2 separate regions of the Callithrix jacchus genome follow, and region 1 is linked to region 2. A link is a contact called in public Hi-C data. All regions are on one chromosome and are shown on one strand. The core of a region is the stretch at or near the end of the contact, and the rest is flanking DNA. Distances in the headings are between cores, read along the strand shown.

Region 1 (2,700 bases), core at 53-2,552, 240 kb before region 2:
GCTCCTGAGTAGCTGGGATTACAGGCAGGAGCCACAAAAATTACAAGCATGCCTGGCAAATTTTTTTATTTTTACTAGAAGCGGGGTTTTGCCATGTTGCCCAGGCTGGTCTCAAACTTCTTTCTCTCTCTCTCTCTTTTTTAACTTTTATTTTTATTTTTTGGTCTCAAACTCTTTATTTTTTTTGAGATGGAGTCTTGCTCTGTTGCCCAGGCTAGAATGCAGTGGTGTGAGCTCAGCTCACTGCAACCTACACCTCCTGGGTTCAAGAGATTCTCCTGCCCCAGACTCCCGAGTAGCTGGAATTACAGGCACCTGCCACCACGCCTGGCTAATTTTTGTATTTTTAGTAGAGATTGGGTTTTGCCATGTTGACCAGGCTGGTCTTGAATTACTGACCTCAGGTGATCCACCTGCCTCGGCCTCCCAAAGTGTTGTGATTAAAGGCACGAGCCACCACATCGGGCCTATTTTTGTATTTTTTTGTAAAGGCAGCTACAAAAAGTACAGGTCGATGAGACATCCCAAGATGGGTCTCGCCATCTTGCCCAGGCTGGTCTTGAACTCCTGGGCTCAAGCAATCTGCCCACCTCAGCCTCCCAAAATGCTGGAATTACTGGAGTGAGCCACCACACCTGGCTGAAAGGATACTATTAAAGCAGCTGTCCCCAGCCTTTTTGGCACTAGTGACTGGTTTCGTGGAAGGCATTTTTCCTAGGGACTGGGGGTGGGGGTGAAGGTTGGAGCTCAAACTGTTCCACCTCAGATCATCAGGCATTAGTTGAGATTCTCAGGTCGGTCATGGTGGGTCACGCCTGTAATCCCAGCACTTTGAGGGCCGAGGCGGGCAAATCACTAGGTCAGGAGTTAGAGCCATATGGTGAAACCTGCCTCTACTAAAAACACAAAAATTAGCTGGGCGTGGTGGTGCGTGCCTTTAGTCCCAGCTCCTCAGGAGGCTGAGGCAGAAAAATCGCTTGAACCTGGGAGGTGGAGGTGGCAGTGAGCCGAGATTGTGCCACTGCACTCCAGCCTGGGCGACAGAGCGAGACTCTGAAAAAAAATTACTTTTCAACTTTGGGTGTGGTGAAGACATTCCTGCAGGGTTCTAAGCGCAAACTGCTTTTGGCTTAGTTAGACACGATTCAGAGCCCTTGCGCCCGCCACTCACCCTCAGGTGCAGCTGCTCGCCTGAGACTGCGGCTTCCAGGGTCCGCGCAGGCGCATTCTACAACGACGCAGGCGTGTCCTCTAACTGCGCATGCGTGCAGGCTGCGCGGGAAAACGTTCTGCCTCAGCGAGAGACAAACGAGGAGATGGCTGTGAGGCAGGCGGCGACGGCGGGCACTCCCGAGCCCAGAAGGGACGAAGAGGCGGCTCTGCTTTTCGAGAGGACCCATTACCGGCACGACTCGCGCTGGCTGCTGCCTGTGCCCCCCCGCCTGTGCCTGGCCTGCACGCTGGAGCTGCTGCCCGAGCCCGGCGTGTCGGTGCGGGTGGAACTCTTTCTTTGGAAGACCTGGGTTTGGGCATTACCCTCAGCAAACGCGGCCGGTCCCTCGCCAGACCCGCTCCGGTGAACCCGACGCGAAACCGGGCCCCCGCGCGGTGTGCACGCTCCTCCCTGTCAGCCCGCCCCGCACCCGGTCACAGCGGCTTCGCGGTCCCCTCGGCCCCAGGCTGGCCTGTTGGCCTCCTGGCTGTGCGCCGGGAAGGGCGGAAATCCGGATCCCTCGGGACCTCACCCAGTCTCAGGGACACACCTTCCCGCTTTCCGCCCTCTGGCCCCTTCATTTGCTGGCCCTGCCTCCATTTCCCCAGGATTCAGCCTTAGCTCAGGCTCCCGCCATTTCTGTCCCCACTCACCTGCGGGCCAGGCGCACAGGCGGTGGCCGTTCCTCATTCCCTTCAGCTGTCCACGTGTGAATCTGAGGAGAGGCTGCCTGGGATCGGGGGGACAGGAGTGACAGGTTACAGCTGGGCGGAAGTGGGGTGAAAGGGAAGACCTTTCCCCTGGCAGAGTTGGCTGGGCTGCCTGGGCCTTCAGTGCCTACTTGCGTTTGTAATGAGGTGGTTTTTTTTTTTTTTTTTTTTTTTTTTGAGATGACTGTTGCCCAGGCTGGAGTGCAGTGGCGCAGTCTCGGCTCACTGCAACCTCGTCTCCCGTGTTCAAGCGATTCTCCTGCCTCAGCCTCCCAAGTAGCTGGGACTATAGGCGCCTGCCACCATGCCCGGCTAATTTTTTTTTTTTTTTTTTTGAGACAGAGTCTCGCTGTGTCGCCAGGCGCCAGGCTGGAGTGCAGTGGCGCGATCTCGGCTCACTGCAACCTCCGCCTCCAAGGTTCAAGCAATGCTCCCGCCTCAGCCTCCCGAGTAGCTGGGATTACAGGTGCACGCCACCATGCCCAGCTAATTTTTGTATTTTTAGTAGAGACAGGGTTTCACCTTGTTGGCCAGGATGGTCTGGTTCTCTTGACGTCATGATCCGCTCACCTCGGCCTCCCAAAGTGCTGGGATTACAGGCGTGAGCCACCGCGCCCGGCCTAATTTTTGTGTTTTTAGTAGAGACCGGCTTTCACCATATTGGCCAGGCTCGAACTGCTGACCTCGTGATCTACCTGCCTTGGCTTCCCAAAGTGCTGGAGTTACAGGTGTGAGCCATGGCAGTGACTTTTGTTGTCCATGGAGGCATCCAAGTCA
Region 2 (2,700 bases), core at 154-2,653:
ATTACAGGCATGCGCCACCACACCCAACTAAGTTTTGTATTTTTAACAGGGACAAGGTTTCACCATATTGGCCAGGCTGGCCTTGAACTCCTGACCTCTCTCATCCTCCCCACTTCCCATCATAAGTTAGGTCACTGTCCCAGCACACTCCAGAGCCAGGCCTGAGTCCTGACTGCCCCTTCCTCCGGCTCTCACCTGTATTTGCTGTGAAGATTAATCACAAACACGATCAGGTCAATTCGGGGCCGATTCACACTGGAGGGCAAAGGGAGGGACTTTGCCAAGTGGCTGTAAAACAGGAAATTGCAGGACTCAAAATATCCATACCCACCTCACAGCGACTGTTTAAATGCTGCCGGGGTAGGGTCTGTCAAGGGCTCCCGACCTCACCCTAGCCACCCAAGGTTCTTGTGGCCATGACTCCTTGGGCCAGCACAGAGGCAGGACCGGGCCGGTCCTATTCAGATCACTCCTGTCTGATGTCCTCTGCCAGAAAGGGGATCTGTTTAGTCACCACCTCGGCAAGGGGAGGTTGGAACTTGCCAGCTATGCTGCATGCTGGGAGAAGGCCCAGGGTCAGAGGAGAGGTCGCTGGGCCTCGGGGTTTAGAAGCCAGGACTGAATCCCTCTAGGGTGAGACACGTGGGATCAGGCCACAGCCTACTTACACCTTCAGCTCGGAGGCGCAGTCCTCCTTGAGCATCGAGTCAGCCAGCTGCTGCAGAAGAGCATCCTCTATGCCCACCAGCTGCGCAGGGAGACAGAGCGACAGGTAGAGCCCTGGACACAGTATCCCCTGGGGAGGGCCTGGCCTTTCTACCCACTCCCGGGGGGATCGGGCAGCCGCGCGCAGGCGGCTCGGAGGGCATTTCCCGAGAAGCGGACCCCGCGAGGCGGCACGGGCTGGTGGCTGAGGTATGGACCCGCTGCAGGCCTGTGGGCACCACACTTTACTCCCCCTAGCTCTCCCTCCGACCGCTGGCCTCACCAGGAGTCCAGGCACCTAGATGCGGAACGAGCAACTCCAGGCGTGGAAACCCGCCAATCAGAGGCTGGAAAAGGGTCCGCTGCGCACCTATTGGTGGATGCGTCTCTCAACCTCAGAGAGTGGCTACTCCCATTGGTTCAGATCATGGCTCTCCGCCTATTCCCCGCCCCCACCACAGTGGCTCGCGCTGGCTTGGCGCTTCAGGGAGCTCAGTCGAGGTGCGGGCTGAAGCTCCGCCAAGGAGGAAGGGCCAGCAGGGGAAGCGGGGCCGCCGGCACTTACCAAAATGGTGGCCGTGTTCAGGCTGGGCAGCTTATCCAGTGGCCTCAACACCGACATCTCAGCAGCAAGGCCGACCGCCGCTCTTGCAGTGCGCGCCGACCTTTCAAACCGCTCTGAGTCCCGCCCCTAGAGCGCGGCCTGGGGGCACGTGCCTCCTTACCGGCGGGGATTCGCGGGGTGGGCGGGGCCTCCTCTTAAAGGAACCGAACAGCTGTCTCCTTTTCTGAGTAGCGTTCCAGCGTCACCCGTGGAACACCTGGTGGACAGGTCTTTTGTTCCACGCTCCACAGTAAGCAGGTTTTTAGTGATTTCTTTGTTCACTTTCGTTCGTTCATGCTCACAGTACTTTTTTTTTGAGAAGGAGTCTCCCTCTGTTCCCCAGGCTGCTGTGCAATGGCGCCATCTGGGCTCACTGCAGCCTTTGCCTCCCGGGTTCAAGCTATTCTTCTGTCTCAGCCTCCCGAGGAGCTGGGATTACAGGCGCGCGCCACCACGCCTGGCTAATTTTTGTATTTTTCATAGAGACGGGGTTTCTCTAAGTTGTCCAAGCTGGTCTCAAACTCCTGGCCTCAAGTAATCTGCCCGCCTCGGCCTCCCAAAGTGCTGGGAGTACAGGCGTGAGCCACCGTGCCTGGCCTTTTTTTTTTTTTTTTTTTTGAGACGGAGTTTAGCTTTCGTTACCCAGGCTGGAATGCAATGGCGCAATCTCGGCTCACCGCAACCTCCACCTCCTGAGTTCAGGCAATTCTCCTGCCTCAGCCTCCTGAGTAGCTGGGATTACAGGCACAAGCCACCATGCCCAGCTAATTTTTTGTATTTTTAGTAGAGACGGGGTTTCACCATGTTGACCAGGATGGTCTCGATCTCTTGACCTCGTGATCAAGAGGCCCGCCTCAGCCTCCCAAAGTGCTGGGATTACAGTCTTGAGCCACCGCGCCCGGCCTCTTTTTTTCTTTTTTAGGAGTGTCACTGTGTTGCCCAGGCTGGAGTATAGTGACACTATCATAGCTCACTACAGCTTCGAACTCCTGGGCTCAAGTAATTCCTGCCTCAGCCTCCTGAGTAGCTGGGACTCCCGGTGCACACCAGCAGGCCCTGCCAGTTGACTGCTTTAATAGTGAGTGGTAAACATGCTGTTCTTTGTCTAGTCGGAGACTTTGCCTTGTCTTTCAAGGTTCCTTGCTGCAAACCCAGCCTGAGTACAGGGTCTTGCTTTCTTGGCATACCCAGCAAGAATGTGCAGGGGCACTCAGGGCCCATAGTGAATTGGTTCTCCCAACAGCTATATAATTACCTGTTTCTTGTCTCTCCATATAGAATGTAAGAAACAAGAGGTTAGAGACTTTGTCACTGTTAAAACATGTGCTCTGAATGAAGACACCCCCCCCAAACAGGCTTTGTGTAATCAACATGACTGTTTATCCACCTGG

What was found. Hi-C and Micro-C count contacts between places; a contact is called where the count stands out from the background.
Region 1: a Hi-C map of induced pluripotent stem cells shows a contact between it and region 2, with 3 times the contacts expected there. The contact joins the promoter of MEI1 here to the promoter of CENPM in region 2. A contact is called at or near these places in 2 of 3 Hi-C or Micro-C datasets (induced pluripotent stem cells and skeletal muscle).

What each region holds. Positions count from the first base shown.
Region 1 is chr1:190,062,405-190,065,104 of calJac240_pri, reverse strand. It overlaps MEI1 (meiotic double-stranded break formation protein 1), which reads left to right and starts at 1,302. Exons shown (of 31, transcript XM_035266067.3): 1 at 1,302-1,490. The coding sequence starts at 1,317.
Region 2 is chr1:189,821,892-189,824,591 of calJac240_pri, reverse strand. It overlaps CENPM (centromere protein M), which reads right to left and starts at 1,403. Exons shown (of 6, transcript XM_035266060.3): 1 at 1,271-1,403; 2 at 669-748; 3 at 196-288. The coding sequence starts at 1,327.